Linked DNA regions of Mus musculus: region 2 is linked to region 1. A link is a contact called in public HiChIP or PLAC-seq data. All regions are on one chromosome and are shown on one strand. The core of a region is the stretch at or near the end of the contact, and the rest is flanking DNA. Distances in the headings are between cores, read along the strand shown.

Evidence for each region. HiChIP or PLAC-seq counts read pairs in DNA pulled down with a chosen protein or histone mark.
Region 2: an H3K4me3 HiChIP or PLAC-seq map of neural tube shows a contact between it and region 1, with 2.7 times the contacts expected there. The contact joins the promoter of H1f10 here to the enhancer-like site in region 1. A contact is called at or near these places in 14 of 39 promoter capture datasets (the 3T3-L1 cell line, 3T3-L1-derived adipocytes, the HPC-7 cell line and 7 more), 20 of 484 Hi-C or Micro-C datasets (the AML12 cell line, DN2 thymocytes, the HPC-7 cell line and 10 more), 18 of 115 datasets of contacts at active chromatin or transcription factors (CD8 T cells, bone marrow-derived macrophages, craniofacial prominence and 10 more) and 3 of 9 other capture datasets (adipose tissue, liver and pancreatic islet).

Annotation. Positions count from the first base shown.
Region 1 is chr6:87,935,187-87,939,177 of GRCm38.p6, reverse strand. It overlaps Hmces (5-hydroxymethylcytosine (hmC) binding, ES cell specific), which reads right to left. Exons shown (of 7, transcript NM_173737.2): 7 at 2,564-3,088. The coding sequence ends at 2,852. Among named protein-coding and RNA genes, the nearest start is that of Hmces, 23 kb to the right of the region's middle. Within about 2 kb of position 1,552, at least 79 of the 459 cell types and tissues checked have an H3K27ac peak or open chromatin away from gene starts, as enhancers often do. A contact at or near this core is called in the N1E-115 cell line, Sertoli cells, craniofacial prominence and 4 more, where this site is marked.
Region 2 is chr6:87,979,618-87,983,504 of GRCm38.p6, reverse strand. H1f10 (H1.10 linker histone) reads left to right here and starts at 2,023. Exons shown (of 1, transcript NM_198622.1): 1 at 2,023-3,084. The coding sequence starts at 2,149. The coding sequence ends at 2,715. It overlaps Gm5577 (predicted gene 5577), which reads right to left and starts at 1,822. Exons shown (of 2, transcript NR_026990.1): 1 at 1,621-1,822; 2 at 1-545.

The DNA.
Region 1 (3,991 bases), core at 303-2,802:
CTAATTGTTGCTTAAGTGTTGGGCACAGTCTGGGAGGCCAGCAGGCGGCCCAGACAACCAGATCCTCCTGATGCCCACTGCTCTAGAGAATGCCAGGCACGATCCCACACAGCACATTCAGACCTGCAGACCAGTCTGCCCTGCTTAGTCTGAGGTTTAGTTAATCATGAAGGACAAACCCTTTGCTCCCCTTTCCTGTTGGATCTCAGTACTGAGTTTTGGTGGTACTAAAGAAGGAAGGGCTCCCTGAGTCTGCTACAGAGGTTGCAGGCGAGATCAAACAGGCCTGGATTTCTTTGTAAAATGGAATAATCTGAGGAAGAAATGGGTGTGAAGCTCTGGGCAGTTATAGCAATTGCTGACTAAACACATGGGCATTTCTTATGTTCTAATCTTTTAAAGAGCTAGGTGACAAGTAAAATGGCCTTCATCTGTGATTTTGGGTCCTAAATAGAAAAAGTCATGGGAAGGAGGGGTGGAAAAACGAACACTCTATAGCAGAATCTCTTGACTAATACGCTATCATTTACACACCTTTAACTGGATCAGTAAGGGCTTTTATTTTTTGAAAAAATAAAAAGGAAAACAGAAGATGTTCCCAGCTATTGAGATGGCTCAGTGGATAGAGTGTGCTGCACAAGTCTTACAAGCTGGACTCTACCCCTGAAGCCCACCAAGACGGAGGGAACCAGCTGACTCCAATTTTCCTCTGACCTCCTTCCACATGTATGCTGAGCACATGATTTTACACACACACACACACACACACACACACACACACACACACATGGAGGATGCTCCAGAGTTCTATAGGCAGCATCAAACATTGTCAAGAAGGCAGGAAAAACAGTCACAGTTCTCTGAAATAAGTAAAAAGTTGATAAGCAATTAGCAACGTCCAGTAAAACTGAAGACTCAAAAAAAAAAAATCAAAAAATTAATGCCCGATGTAAACGAATTTACAAAATGTACAATAATGAAATTGTGTTCTTAGATATAAAAATTTAGGGTCTTATGTAGGCTGGCTTTGAACGCCCAATCCCCCAGCCTCCATCGTCCCTTGTGCTGGGGTAACAAGTGGGTACCTCCAGGGCAGGATAGCATGTTATTTATATGAAAGTGCTCCTTGAATGAATAGTTACTCATGCATTGCATTCATGTCTACCAAAGCCCTACTAAGGAATTTTACCATAAGTAGAAGGGGAAGTAGTAATAAAAACAAGGGAAATGCATTACACGATGTAAAGGTCAATATGTAATTCAGTGAATATTCCAGTAAGTTATCTGAATTCAAAACAAAACCAAAACCTCATTGAAACGAGATTATTCCCTAAACCAGAGGCCATAGCAGAAGCACAGGGTGTCAGGACCCTGGCTACTAGGGTCACTAGCTCTGAGCTGGCTCCATTGAAAAGCCCTAGAGGGAAGACAGCCTGGGAAGGACAGGGTGGTGGGCCTGCAGGCACCTGGCTCTGTCTCCAAGGATCCGCCCGCACTGGGTGGACGCTTTGGCTTTGGCACACTCACAGAACACAGGATCGGTGTAGGATTGGTGGAAACCCGACCCCTAATTTGCATAAACCGAGGCCAGTGCGCATCCCAGGATCCCTCCCACTCAGCTGCAGCTGCCTCTGCAGGAGCAGACCATGCCCTGGTTTCTATGTCCCTATCTACACATGAGCGGTTCTTATGGGAGCCGTGGCCTCCAGCTGCCCTCTCTCTCTCTGCACTAAGGGGTTGTCGAGAGGCCTGGCAGAGACCACAGCCCTTTTGGCAGAGACAGCCCTCGGGAGCGCCTGTACTTCGTACTTACATGGTGTGCTGGAGTGGAGGCACACAGGACCGCACGCAACATTGCACCTGCTCTCGCTTACACAGCAATGACACTAAAATTGGACTAACATGATTAAACGGACGGCGCCTGGTCAACTACTTTGACTTTTTTTTTGTTTTTGAGACAGGGTTTTTCTGTGTAGCCCTGGCTGTCCTGGAACTCACTTTGTAGACCACGCTGGCCTCGAACTCAGAAATCCGCCTGCCTCTGCCTCCCGAGTGCTGGGATTAAAGGCGTGCGCCACCACACCCGGCTTATACTTTGACTTTTTGTTACCAGGACAAACCGTGGATAAAAGTTCTTTACTTGCCAAGGGAAATAACATCCCAAACAACTCATTACGAAGTGATTTGGTGCCAAGGAAAGACAAGGGGGCTCCACAGAGCAAAGAGCTGAGTGGTGGGAGCTACTCCTCTAGCACTCTGGGTCGCATACCCACCTGCCTCCATGCCCCTGTGCCCGCGCAACTTCTGAGGCCTTCTCACCTTAAGGGTCTTGAAGGCCTCTGTACCCAACGATTCTCCAAATCTTCCCCAAATCACTCAGCTACTTCACTTAGGTTGGTTTTAAACTAAACCCAGAAGAATTTTGAAGTATTAAAAGTGTGGCTGCCGACACTAAACTGACTCTTTGAAGGCCCCAGTGGCCCACCCTTTTATGGTAAAACTCATACTTTAAAACAAATACCAGGAAATACTGGGTGAGAGCCAGAACTCTTGCCAGCCAAGGTTTACCAAACGCAGTTTATTTAGGACAAAATACATTTTAAGACCTTAACTCTAAAGGAGAGCCCAGAGACTGAGAAGAGCCTCCTTCGTGGAACACCAGGGAACAGGAAAGCTCCCAGCAGGGAGGCAGAAATAGGAGGGGTAGCAGGGCCCACAGGGCTGTCTCACGGTAGCCATGTTCTTTCAGGTCAGCTGACATTGGGCCACCACATTCCCAAGTAAAAGGTTACAATTCCAGTCAACTGGTGACAACAGTAATGCTGTATCAGGCTGAGGCCTGGTATGGAGCCTAGCTGTTAGGCTTCTTGGCCATGGGCTCATCCTCCTTCTCCTGCTTCAGCCATCGATCCAGGAAGCTGCTGGTAGCACCTCTTTTAGCAGGCAATGGGCTCTTCTGGAGAAACTGGCTGGACCACTGGGGTAGACCTGATGCATCCTTTTTGGGTGAGTCAGGGACTTCCTTTTTGGGTGACTTTGTAGCCAGCCACTGCATCATCCTTTGACTGCTGCCATTTGCCTTGGGCTCCTAGGAGAGAGAAAATTCCCATAGCATGCAGGGTTGAATACCAGTGTGAAGGAAGAAGCATGTCCCACCCCAGCCCCAGTCGATGCTGGTATAGTGTTACGAAGGGTGCAAATAAAGACGGCTGTGAGTGCCCAGGGTAGGGAAGCACTTAAAGATCAGAGCACAGGAGTCAGTGTGGAGCTGGAGAGTCTTCCAAAAATGCAGAGAATGACGCGACTCAGTGGCTAGGGATGGGAGGCTGCCACCACAGTCAGGCTCAATGGTTCCCCTGCTTAGTATGTCTTGACTGTTACTACTCCTTCTGCTGCCTATGTGTCACACCTAGTCCTGAAATGAGAAGTTCTCTGTGAGGTGACATCAAAGAGTATAGACCATGATAGAAATAGATTACCATAGCTGGGCCATAGTGGCGCACTCCTTTAATCCCAGCACTTGGGTGTCAGAGGCAGGTGGATCTCTGAGTTCAAGGCTAGCCTACTCTACAGACTCAGCTTTAGGACAGCCAGAGATACAACAGAGAAGCCCTGTCTTTAAAAAAAACAAAACAAAACGAGTAGCTGTCCAGTCCAAGGTGAATTATGTAATTACATTTAAACCTTATATTTTCATTTATTATGTATGTACACAGTTTGTATATAGAGACCACAGGATAACTTGCAGGATGGATTAAGAGAATCAAATATAGAGCTCACGCTGTCAGACTGACGACAAGTGCCTTACCTGGTGAGCTCTCTTGCTGGCCCCATAATTAAAGTTTTAGAGGAAAAAAATTCAGTGTTGGGATTGCAAAATATTTCAGAGAAATTAGGCAAGAGCAAAGCAGTGAGGGTCACGTGACCACAGTGTGGAAAACAAGAACCTCCAGGGGAAATGTGGGAGGCCAGCTGGTCCTCACAGTCCTTG
Region 2 (3,887 bases), core at 774-3,273, 44 kb before region 1:
TCCTGTGTCCACTTCAGCTAAACGTTCCTTCACGTTTGCAAACCCCATTCAACCAAAGAACTCTTTAAGTTTCCACGTCATTAAAGTGCAAGCAAAGATTAAAAGTTTAGTGAAATATATGCACTAGCTCACTTTTTAAAATCTTAAATTTTCCTTTTGTGAATGAAATAATGTTTTTATGGGATGCAGTCTTAGATGTTAGGGAAGGGCTAATAAGGTAACAACTCGATGTTCTAAGCATTCTTGCGTAATTAATTACAGTTCATTTGATGTTTACATGCCTTAGGAAAAAACAGCATCTCTGTGGGTAATTTTGGGCTTATCGATTGTATTGAAGTTTCCTGACTCTTAACAAGAAAGACAAACTAGATTCTCACATTGCTTTGTCTGTCTTACCTCAGATTGACTGGACCAACAGACACCAGTCTGGTGAACAACATCTGTCCTGATTGAAGCTTCTGCCTGAGCCTGAGGGCAGCATGGCATTCCAGCACGCAGGGTACGCAGCAGCAGCAGCAGCAGCAGCAGCAGCGGGCTCCTGGTAGCTGGAGATAGGAGTGAGTGTCATCAGCCCACGGAAGGGGTTTAAAGAAAAAGAGGGTAGTGAGTCCAGGAGAGCCTGCACCCTATAGCCCGCTGTCCCTCAAAACTCACAGGCCCCTTGGCCCTCCTCCTGAGAACGAGTCACAAGAGGATGACTTGGGCTCTGGGCTCTGCTAAACCCTGGCCACTTCCTGACGATCCTTCCTTTGATGGGGATGAGGTCGTGGGGTGCGGGGAGGCTGGCACACCCACGAGTACTGAGTTTGAAAGGCTGAGAATCTGGGCCTTCTTGATCTACAGGCAGTCACTCCCTCTTTTCACCCAAGAGGCCAGGGAACTGCTTACCTATTGGAACAAAGCTGGCCTGGACGCTTTAGTGGTGTCTACTATGTCCTCCGCAGGCTGGCCATTGCCTGCACAGCCCTCTCTCCACCGTTGGACTACTTCCCAGGCTTTCAGGTCCTTCTCTGTACCACCACCTCCTTCAAGTCCTCCCGCACCAAGTGATGCAGTATTCGATCCCCCAAAGCCGGCAGGATCCTCAAAAGCCAAATCCCCTGCCACACCCTCTAAGGGAAATGCCTTAAGGGTAACCTTACACTTTTCCATCCTGGAGCCCCCATCTAATTCTGAGGGGTCCAGGGACGGCTACTTAAGCATCACAAAATGGGGTACTTGGGGCCAGAGAGTGGTGAGGAAGTGTCTAGGGAGAGGCCCTTGTGGTCGTGCCTGCACTGACTCATCTTTGAGATGCCAGGCGTGCAACCTCAGGGCAATTCCCTTCTGTTGGTTCCCCTTAGGATTCTGAGAAGACCCCCGCCCCAGCACGCTCTCGGGCTTTGCCTTGCTCCTGTCGGCCGCGTGAGGGCGTACCCTGTGTTAGTTGGGACAAATTAATGCCCTTCCTGCGGGCAGGGCTGTGGTCCCCTGGGCCCAGAACCAACTCAGGTGCCTGAGGAGCACTCTTGTCTGCCGCCTGCAAAGTTCTCGGTCTTGGGGTCTCGCCCGGGGCCCGTGCTAATCCTTTGCAAATCGAGCGCCCCCCTCCTCCATGCTCCTATAGCCTGGGGTACACACCTCTGAGCCGCTCCGCTGAGCCCGTCCTAGGCGCAGGCCGCCTCTGCGCAGCGCAGCGGGCTCGGATGCTGTCCAGGGCACACTGCTGAGGGTGCAGCCGCGCCCGGGAGCCGCGGGCGGAGGAGCCAGTGGCCGCGGAAGGCGCTCCAAGAAGCACAAGTTGGCGCTGGACTGGGCCCAGGCTGTTGTTGTTCTCAACGTGGTCCGCCACGGGGAAATAAAAGCGGAGCGGGGCGCGCTCTCCGCCAGAGCGTAGCGCGCACGCCCAGAGCTCCGGAGCCCGCGCAGTGCTGCCGCGCTCCCCGCAGGCTCCTCTCCGCATCCCACCCCCCCAGCCCCGCCGCGGCCGGCCCGGCCCCCGCCCGCACCTCAGCCCTGCCGCCTGGTCCCAGGCCCGGCCGCGGCCGCTCCCGCCTGGAGCCGCCGCGCGCCCCCAGTCCCCCGGCGCCGCCGCGGCCCCTCGCCTTCCTCTTCCCGGCGCGGCCCCCCGGCTACCGCGCGCCGCCTGCCGCCAACCCGCTGGCCACCATGTCGGTGGAGCTTGAGGAGGCCCTGCCGCCAACGAGCGCCGACGGGACGGCCCGCAAGACGGCCAAGGCCGGCGGCTCTGCGGCGCCCACGCAGCCCAAGAGAAGGAAGAACCGCAAGAAGAACCAGCCAGGCAAGTACAGCCAGCTGGTGGTGGAGACCATCCGCAAGCTGGGGGAGCGCGGCGGCTCGTCTCTGGCGCGCATCTACGCTGAGGCCAGGAAGGTGGCATGGTTCGACCAGCAGAACGGGCGCACCTACCTCAAGTACTCTATCCGGGCGCTGGTGCAGAACGATACGCTACTGCAGGTGAAGGGCACCGGCGCCAACGGATCCTTCAAGCTGAACCGCAAGAAGCTGGAGGGCGGCGCGGAGCGGCGCGGAGCTTCGGCGGCCAGCAGCCCCGCGCCCAAGGCGCGCACGGCGGCGGCGGACAGAACGCCCGCCAGGCCGCAGCCGGAGCGGCGCGCGCACAAGAGCAAGAAGGCGGCGGCTGCTGCCAGCGCGAAGAAAGTGAAGAAGGCGGCCAAACCCAGCGTGCCCAAGGTGCCCAAGGGCCGCAAGTGACGCCCCTACGGTCTGGCGACATCGTCGAGTTTTCCATCTGTCTCTATCCCTATCCGCCCCCCCCACCCTCGGTGTACCGGTTCCGTAGGGTTCCGCCTGGCCCAGGTCCCTGATCCCTGTCCCCTCCCCCGCCCCTCCCCCAGCGATGCTGCGTTCTGTTTGCTTTAGGTTTTTGAAACGGCCCTGGCGACGCCCCCATTGGCTCTCACCCTTGGCAACGGCCGTCGCCATGGTTACCGGCCCGGCGGCGCCAATGGCCTGGTGGCGCCTGCCTACTGTGCCCGCTGATGGCCACCAGGCGCTTGGGTTGTGTGGCGCCTTGCTCCGCCCGCTGCCTTCCTGGGGCGCAATAAACGGTTCCAACCTTGACCATTGTCGTTGTCTTGTGGGCGCTGGAGGCTGCTTGGGGTTCCTGCGGGGGAGTCGAGGGTCATTAAGACCAGCTAGACAACTAGCAGGCGCTGCCAGAGGTGGGACAGATGTGCCCAGAGACAGCTGCCCAGTGGAGAACTCTTGTAAAAGTGGGTTCCCAGTCTTGGGTTGCTGCAGTGTCCAGCATATAAAAGATAAAAGATTTCTACATGTTGGAAATTAAACCTCAGGATCTAGTGCAACATAATGGACAGTTTTACCAAATGGAAGACTAGGAAGGTTCTGAACAGTATGTACACATACAAGTAGGGTGAGATGGAACCCGAGTTAGGGGAGGGTTACATGGTGCTCTTTCCCTGTATCACCTTTTTGGGTCTTGGCAGTGTCTTGAGGGTGGGAAGGGACCAGTGTTTCTTGGCAGGTGTGATCATGAAGCAGACTGAGCTGCCCAAAGTGGGCATTTCACTGCCTCTTGGATGTCTGGTACCTGGCTGAAGTTGCCCTGCAAAGGGCATAGGCAGGTATCATGTTGAATTGGGGTGGACCACCCTCAAGCTGGTCAGTGAGGCAATGACTTCCAGACGGCTCAGTCCACAGGGTCATAACAGCTGGGCCTAAGAAACAGCCTTGCGCTGCTCCATGGATCTTTTTGAGGTTTCCTGAAGGCTAAGGGGTGGCTCTTCTCCAAGTGCTGGTGAAAGCCCTAACCTAACTCTTACCCTGCTAACCCACTGGAGGCTTTTCATGAGCTTCTGGGTGCCTTTCAGGTTATTATTCCTCGTCGTCTTTTCATAATTCCC